Linked DNA regions of Oryctolagus cuniculus: region 2 is linked to region 1. The links are chromatin contacts, called in public Hi-C maps. All regions are on one chromosome and are shown on one strand. Each heading gives the region's core, a stretch centred on a gene start, on an enhancer-like site or on the middle of the called end of the contact. The rest is flanking DNA. Distances are from core to core; before and after follow the strand shown. Region 1 overlaps LOC103350930 (a long non-coding RNA gene). Region 2 overlaps LOC103350930 (a long non-coding RNA gene).

Evidence for each region. Hi-C and Micro-C count contacts between places; a contact is called where the count stands out from the background.
Region 2: a contact with region 1 is called in a Hi-C map of liver, with 6 times the contacts expected there. The contact joins two enhancer-like sites. A contact is called at or near these places in 2 of 6 Hi-C or Micro-C datasets (liver and an unstated tissue).

Annotation. Positions count from the first base shown.
Region 1 is chr13:54,170,298-54,174,402 of mOryCun1.1, reverse strand. All of the region lies in intron 2 of LOC103350930 (a long non-coding RNA gene), which reads left to right. Among named protein-coding and RNA genes, the nearest start is that of TOMM20, 230 kb to the left of the region's middle. Within about 2 kb of position 2,137, at least 1 of the 8 cell types and tissues checked has an H3K27ac peak or open chromatin away from gene starts, as enhancers often do.
Region 2 is chr13:54,344,797-54,348,901 of mOryCun1.1, reverse strand. The region is part of intron 1 of LOC103350930 (a long non-coding RNA gene); the gene reads left to right. Among named protein-coding and RNA genes, the nearest start is that of TOMM20, 52 kb to the left of the region's middle. Within about 2 kb of position 2,156, at least 3 of the 8 cell types and tissues checked have an H3K27ac peak or open chromatin away from gene starts, as enhancers often do.

The DNA of each region.
Region 1 (4,105 bases), core at 888-3,387:
CTAGAGCCACAGTGCTTCTAGTTGAAGAGGGGCTGGTGTCCAGGGACATCTGGGGAGGAGGACAGCAGAGCCTCTGGTGAAGGGGACCCTGCCCGAGGTCCAGGTCGGAGACCCAGACTGCAGGCATCATTAGACCTCCCTTCTTTGCAGGGTTCGAAATTTTCAAAACATTCTCACAAGACCCACACTTCCATCAGAAAAGTTCACCCACCTGTGCAGGCCTGGATGGGGCCAGCTGTCATTTGAGAGGCAAAAACACAGAGCAGCAGAAGTCCCCAAAGCCATCGGTCTGCAGGGGGTGAATGCATCGTCTGCTGTCTGGCTGAGGGACTATTCTAGTCACTACACTACTCACTAGGACAAGGGCTGAGCCTTGAGTTTCTTAAAAATCAATTCCAAAGGTGACCTTTGGGTGCAACCATTAAGATGCCACCTCAGACACTCTCATTCTGTATTGGAGTGCATGGGTTTCAGTCCCAGCTCTGCTCCCGATTCCAGCTTCCTGCTAACGCACACCCTAGGAAACAGCAGGTGATGACTCAAATGCTTGGGTCTAAGCCACCCATGTGTAAGACCTGGATTGAGTTCCTGGCTCTTGACTTTCACCTGGCCCAGCCCTGGCTGTTATGGGCGTTTGCAGAGTAAGCTAGTGGATAGGAGATCTCTGTCTGTGTCTCTCTTACTCTGCCTATCAAATACTTAAACTATTTTTGTTTTTGGAAAAGAAGTACTTCCTACCTAACTGATGACCCTCGAGAGAGTGAGGAAAATTAGAAAGGAGAAGTCCCACCATGCCACAGGCAGACATGTTCATGTAGGGTGGAGCAGGGAGGTTGGGGCCTGAATGGATGTGGGGTTCAGACTCACCGGGGGCACCTGGTGTCCTCACGGCTTTCCAGTACCAGCTGAGGCCAGGCTTGGGGCTGGAGGAATGAAGGGCAGTGACTTGTCTCACTGACATCTCGTAGAATGGCAGAAAGCCTGAGCTGCTCCTGGCCTTGATGGTCACCTCCGCTACGGCAAAGATGAGGAACCTGGCACTGGAGTAGCAGCAGGCAGAGGAGGGAGCGTGCCTACCTTGTGCTGAGCGTCTCACTTGCATTAGTCTCGTTCATCTGCAAAATACTGTGAGATGGAAACATGATCTGAGGTTAGCTCTGTTGCTCAAACCCTTTGGCTAGTGAATGGTGAGGGAGGACTTGAACTCAGGCCTTGGTCTGATCCCAAAGTCCCTGACCTCCGCAGCACACCACCCTGTCTCTCCCTAGAGCGCAGAGGATATTATGTTCTTTGTTCAAAGTCACTTTCCTATGGAGGAGGTCACACAGAGCTGCAGGTACGCTGACCCCCATCTATATCTTTCTGGGTCAACCCTCATTGTAAATATTTTCTCTCTGATGTTGCAACCTTCGGCAGTTAGTCACCAGGGCTGCAAAGGGAAGATAAGCATGCGAGAGAGGAGCCACCCACTCAGCCCAGCGCGCCACGGGCAATGTCTGAATGACTCTTGGGCTGTCAGAGGCAATTGCCCAGGGAAATGAATGCCAAGGCCACTCTGTAGATATGACCAGAGTTCGTTTTTCCATGATCTCAGAACAACTGGATAAGTCAGAGGCAAATGAGGCCCAGAGATGAGATAGGTAGGACTTGGCCGCAGGTCCTGAAACCTCACCCTGCCCCAGTGGGGGCGGTCTCTCGGAGGTGGACAGTGCTGGAGTTGCCACATGAGAGACAGCAGCAGCAGCTTCACTCTGTAGGAAGCAGCTTCGACCCAGGGCCAGTGCCAGGCGAAGAGGGGGTCCCAGCTTGGGGCAGGAGGACCCGAGCATACAGGCAGGTGCATGTTCCACGGGCCACGCGACTGCCCTACTGGCCTATTCTCATTACCTTCTCTGACCTTCTCCCTCCGGAGATGTCAGAGAATCCACAGGAGGGGAATCCATATTCCCAAAAAGATTGTGGATCTCCCGAACACGAAAGAACTGAACCCACACACAGAGTTGGTGGTCTCCAGAGGGAGCCTGGATCCACCAGGAGGGGCAGTTACACAATCAGTGAGGGGGGTAGGGTACTGTCCTTGAGGCCTGGGCCAGCACAGTAAGAACAAACAGGTTGTTTTGGAAAATTGTCTGGCCCGCACGCAGGGCCTGGTGTTTGTGGAGTCCTCTGTCTTATTTGTTGATCAGCGTTTACCACATCCTGGAGAAACAGGTCAGCACAGGTGGCCTTCATTACCCATGGGACTCGTGCTGGGAGCTCTGATCCACGTGGAGGCAGCTTGGGCTCCTGAGCCACAGCCAGTCTTCCTCAGCCTCGCCCACAGCTGGCCTGGCCCCCTGCCCACTTCCATCTGAGAGATCCTGCACTTGCCACTTGCTTTACCTTTTTAACTTCTGTTGATTCTGAACCTTTCAAGAATTTGTCAAAGTCGAGAGCAGAGCACAGTGCACCCCAGGCCCCTGTCACCCAGAATCCATGGCTGTTAAAACTTGACCACACTTAGTTCATCTCTCTCTCTCTCTCTCTCTCTCTCTGTCTTTCCGAATGATTTTAAAACACCACATCATTTTATTTCTACACATTAGATCTTGCAACTCTTAAAAAGGGAGCATTTTTCAGATATAGTGACGTTATGTTATTATGCCTAAAATCACCAGTAATTCTTTGCTGTAATTGAAATGTTCCCAATTCCAGTTTTTTGTTTTTTTGTTTTTTTTTCTTGAATGATTGATTTTTGGGAATCAAGTCTGTCCTTGGATTGGGTTCAGTTTTCAAAGGGATGGAGTCAATTGTTCTACAGTTGTCCCATAGCCTCTGCCCCCTGCCCCATCAGTGCCCCGCCCCGGCCCTCATTGTGGTTGCCCTGTTACATCTGTGGAGCTGGCCTCTGTGTCTCTTCTGGAACATGAGTCTTTTGAGGCAAGCACCATGTGTCATCTTATTCCCTGTGGTTTCCAAGGTAGTGCACTTCCATCATGTGTTCTATTGATTCTTGAAACATCACTGTTTGGAGGATCTTGGGGGTGAATTGTGTTTTTGCCACTAGAAGTCTTGAGCTTTGGAAATTCCCACCCCCACCCCATGACCAGGAGTGACCACTGGATCACAGGGATTTGCACATAGGGCAGAGGGTAGACCAGATGACCTCTAAGGCCCACCCAGCGTGACTCTGCACTTATGGCATCCGGAAGTTCGCTGATGCCAGACATCGACTTTGTCCTCGAACTTTGTTCTGGGGCTTATCAATATTCTCGTGGTTAAACTCCACAAGCTGACCTGATCTGAGGAGGGAAATTAGGGCATGGTTTCTTGCCATTACCTTTTATAGCTTGGCAAGGGGCAGGAAGGCTTCCTCCCATCCCCGCCCCTCATGGTTGATTCGTCATTTAGTGCGGTTGCTGGAGCATGGGCCTGGTGTGTTGCAATGGTGGGTGGCAGCTCCTGCCCATCATCCTGCTTGCTTTCTTTTTTCTTTGTTTGCTTTTAAGATTTATTTATTTATTTGAAAGGCAGAGTTACACAGAGAGAGAATGAGAGGCGGGGGGGGGGGGGTCTTCCATCCAATGGTTTCACTCCCCAACTGGCTACAACAGTCAGAGCTGAGTCAATCCAAAGCCAGGAGCCAGGAGCTTCCTCCTGGTCTCCCACATGGGTGCAGGGGCCCAAGCACTTGGGCCATCTTCCACTGCTTTCCCAGGCCATAGCAGAGAGCTGGATCGGAAGTGGAGCAGCTGGGACTCGAACCAGTGCTCATACGGGATGGCGCACTGCATGTGGCGGCTCTACCCACTGCATCACAGCGCTGGCCCTCATCCTGCTTTCTGACACAACTCTGATCTCACAGTCTCTCTGAACTCATTTATTCTAGAAGCACAATCTGTAAGCTAGGTTCTTAGAAAATATGCCTTGGATTATGGAACCCAGCTTAGTCATTCATTTGTGTTACAAGTTCTTTCAGTGCCCTGCCTAGGTTCTGGGAGTCTAAGGATGACCGTGACACACGTTGACGGCCAGGAGTTCGCTGTTTAATGAAAGCGACACACATCAGTGTCATGGTAGAAAGAAGCCTAGGAACTATGGGAGACAGAGAAGGGCACCCATCTCA
Region 2 (4,105 bases), core at 907-3,406, 170 kb before region 1:
GTGGACACATACTTTCTGAGGACCCTGTCTGGCCCAGGCATTGTTCCAAGCACTGGGGAGACAGTGGTGAGTGACATGGCCTCGCCCCTGTGGTGCTTGTAGGAGTCAGATAGTCAACACTGAAAATGAGGCTGAATCGTTTCCGACACCGACATGTGCTAAAAGGACAATAAGAATGCACGATGAGACAGAGGTTGGCTAAAGGGGAAGGAGGGAGGAACAGCTTTGAATAGAGGGCCAGAGAAGGAGTCTATAAAAGCGAATCCTGAATGGTGAGAAGCAGCCAGAGCTGGGGAGCCAGCACTCCAGGGGGCAGGAACAGCTGCTACAAAGGCCTTGACAGGGGCACGAGAGTGGCCTGGCCCGAAAGTCAGGGAGGAGGACCCTGCTCCTGGGGGGTGAGGAGGGATGGCCTGAGCAGGGCCTGGTTATGTAGGGAGGACCTCGCTGGGCACCAGGCTGTATGTGGTCAGGATTCAGGACGTTTTGGGAAGGTCGCGTTGACCTGCTTTCGTGGATGTGGGGTGTGAAGGTGGGAGGAGTGCAGGGTGGTTTCTAGGTGTTGGTGTGGACTGGAAGGTGGAGTTGTGCACTGAGATGGGGGAGACCTGGGCAATGAAGAGGAGGGCCTTGGCCATGGTGAGTCGGAGAGGCTGCAACAGGGGCTGGGCATCTGCCTTGCATCAACTCTCCCTCTCCCTCTCAGATCATGCAGAAGAAGGGTGCAGGGGGGTCTGCTGCCGTTGGAGTTTAATTCATCTGAGCCTCCCAGGGCCTAACCCCCACATTTTTCAAGGAGGACCAGGCCTCTGCTAACGGAGCTGGAGGAGGCCTCTGTGAATACTGCTGGCAGACTAAACCCGGCTTGTCGTGCTGAACACCCTCTGCCAGCCCCTCTGCCCGCTCCTCTCCAGCCACCCCTGTCCCCCAGGGTGATCTTATTGCCTGTGGGCGGGGAAGGACCCTAGAGCTGCTCCTCTTTGGGTTGATAAGAGTGGAAGGTTAAAAGGTCAGCAGTTCCTTTCTAAACAGAGATGGGCCCTTGTGAGCCACAGGAGCCACTGATTAGAGAAGGTTCCAGTAGGTAGCAGGGTGGGGATTCTTTTTTGTCACTGATTCAGCATTCAACTTTGAGAGGCTCACTAATTCTTCCTCCTTAAACAGGAGGCCAGAAAAGGTCTTGGATCAAAGAAAACGACCCGTGCCTGCCGTGGGGGTCTCACTTGAGGATCCACGTGCAGCCATCAGTACAATGTAGCTTCCACGTGCAGGTCTACACACAGGTGCAGCGAATGAATGTGTTATATCCAGGGGAGTCTCCTGGCATCTCATCATTCAGCTCCATGGTGCCGCGTGGGGTTCATTCTGTGCATTTTTCTTGGGAAGTTTAGCCACTGGCACACTGAAAACCTTGTGTATGAGGGTGTCTGTTCACATCCCCCAAATGGATCTGGGGGCCTCCACTCTGAGATTCCAAGAACTCCTTGGATAAATGCTCAGAAGTTCATCCCTCAAGACTGCTTTTTTCCCCCGGAACAGAAGCCCTCTCACCTGTACTTTACAAAGGGTTTTTGTGGCCATTTTAAAATATTTGTTTCTCTCCCTGGGCTTTTATCATTATTGGCAATGTATAGATGCTGAAGCTCAGAGAGATTAAGTCATTTGCCCAAAGTCACACAGCAAGGGGAGAGAGCTGGCAACAAGTCCCAGCTCCTGGCCTCCTCTCTTGTGCCTTCCCAAGTCCCCATTGCTGGGCTTTCAGTGGCAGTGGGCCAAGGCAGTTCCGGGCACCTGGACTGATTGTGCGGCTGTGAGTTTGGTAAGCCAAGCCTGGGAGGCGTTGCAAGTCCCTGAGCTGGCTCCTGGGAACGAGTTCTGTGTCACAGAGAGAGGGCTGTGTTGCAACGTGACTAATGGATGAGAAGGTTGAGGCCGAAAGCCATTACTTCACCAATGTGAATCAAGGTCATTCGTCACCTCAGGAAGCACGCTGCAGAGCTGCCACATTCAGCAGGGAAGGCACGCCGCTCCCGTCACACCCGCGGTGTGGCCTGGCACATGTCCCACGTGGCACAGAGAAGGGGAGCTTCTGAGAATAAGAGGTGTGAGGCAGCTAGGTGCAGGGGCCCAGAGCCAGAGCCCCTGGCCATGCCCGTGTCAGTCCCTCTTCAGAGAAATGAACCCAGTGCTACATGGAGGTCTCACCCACAAGCTGGGATCTGGCGCCAATTCATAGGAGATGTTGGTAGGAGCTAGGTGGCAGGAGTCTCCTGGATGCTGGGCCCAGTGGGACTTGGAGGTCAGCAGCTCCTGGCCCACTGGTGTCACCCCAGGAAACCAGGCCAGCTAGCTGCAAGCTATCAGAATGTCCTCACAGAGATGGCCTCCCTAGTTAGTGAGCTGCACTCGCTTCCACTCTGTCAAAGTGCGTGCAGCTCTGCACCTGTGGAGCGTCCATCAAAGCCTCGTGAGTGGCAGGGCCTGGAGCTGTCCCTGGTGGACACAGTTGCTCAGGCTCCAGGCCAGCATGTGATGAACTAGGACAGCGCCTTTTGTTGCAGGGGCTCCCTCCCCCGCTAGTAACATGGATTTTCCATCATGGCTGCCTTGGGGCCTCCTCCTTAGGAGCCCAGCCCTGAAAGCTTCATCACTCGGGCCCCAACTCAGGTGCCCCTTCCTGGGTGGGGAATGATTTAGACCACCCCACCCCCTGCCAATCTTTTTTTTTTTTTTTTCCAGATTTATTTATTCAAAAGGCAAAGTGACACAGAGAGACAGAGTGAGAGATTTTCCTTCTGCTGCTTACTCCCCAAACGCCTGTAACTGCCAGGGCTGGGCCAGGCTGAAGACAGGAGCCAGGAACTCCATCCAGGTCTCCCACATGGGTGGCAGGGGCCCAAGTACTTGAGCCATCGTTTGCTGCTTTCCCAGGACTGCATTTAGTAGGGAGCTGGATAGGAAGTGGAGCAGCTGGGGACTCGAACTGGCCCTCTGCTATGGGAGGACAGCATTGCAAGTGGTGGCTTAACCCGCTGCACCACAATGCCACCCCTCCCTGCCCCTGTCAATTTTGATGTTCTCATGGCACTCATCACTGACAGAAACTATCAGGTTTATTCATTTGTTTTTCTGCTTCTGGTGGCTCATCTCTCAGAGAGGAAAGTTCCATGAGAGACAGAATCACGGCTGGTTGAGTTCACCATCACTTCCTCAGCTTCTCTGCATTCTTTCGCAGGGCCTTGTGGTCACATCGTGTCTATCCTTTGAATGAATTAATGAATGCAAGCAAGTAGCTGAAGGAGAAGTGTGGGCTCCAGGATCAGGTTTTATAGGAGTAGATGCATGCAAGGACCCTCATGGACGCTTCTGGGTGTCACCACCAGCACAGGGCAGCCTGGGAGCAACTGCAGGGAAGCCTCCCTGACACTGTGCAGACTTGGGGCCACGCGGGAGGTGCATCCCAAGGGCTAGGTCATTATCTGATGAAAGAGTAGGTTGTGCAGATGAGTAAACAGGGACTGACCGAGAGGTCAGGTATAACTCAGCCTCAGAAACTGCACGTGTCCATAGGCACCGCGGAGCCCAGGAATGTGTTTTCCGTTGATGTCAACCTGCCGCAGTGGACCACGCCTGCTTCTTGACCTAGGAACGTGGGAAAGAGAAAGGCATGGCTTGTTTTGGTGGTGGTGCAGGAGCTGGTAACAGTGGAGGAATGCCCTTCCTCTGATTCAGTGTGGGGCGGTGCCCTGGGGCCCTGCCACTGCCTGGGGACCATGGTAAGTCATCCTGTGGCTCCTTGCCCTTCCCTGTCCGTCACTCTGGCAAACGGCTTGTTCAGACAAGTACTCACTTCTGGATGGAACAGCCTCTCTTTTGTCCAAGCCTGTCCTTTGAATCTGAAGTGTACAAAGACTCTTTGGAAGAGGAAAAGGATGGGATCAGGAAGAGGAGCCTGGGTCCCCTGCGGACTCTCGAGCCGTCAGCTCTTGTCCAGAGAGTTGCTGTAATCTGCTCTTGCACCACACCTGCCTCTCAGTTCCCAGCCTGGTGTGAAGGCATCCTGGCCGTCATCCTTCCAGGAAGCCAGCGTCACATGCCCCTGACG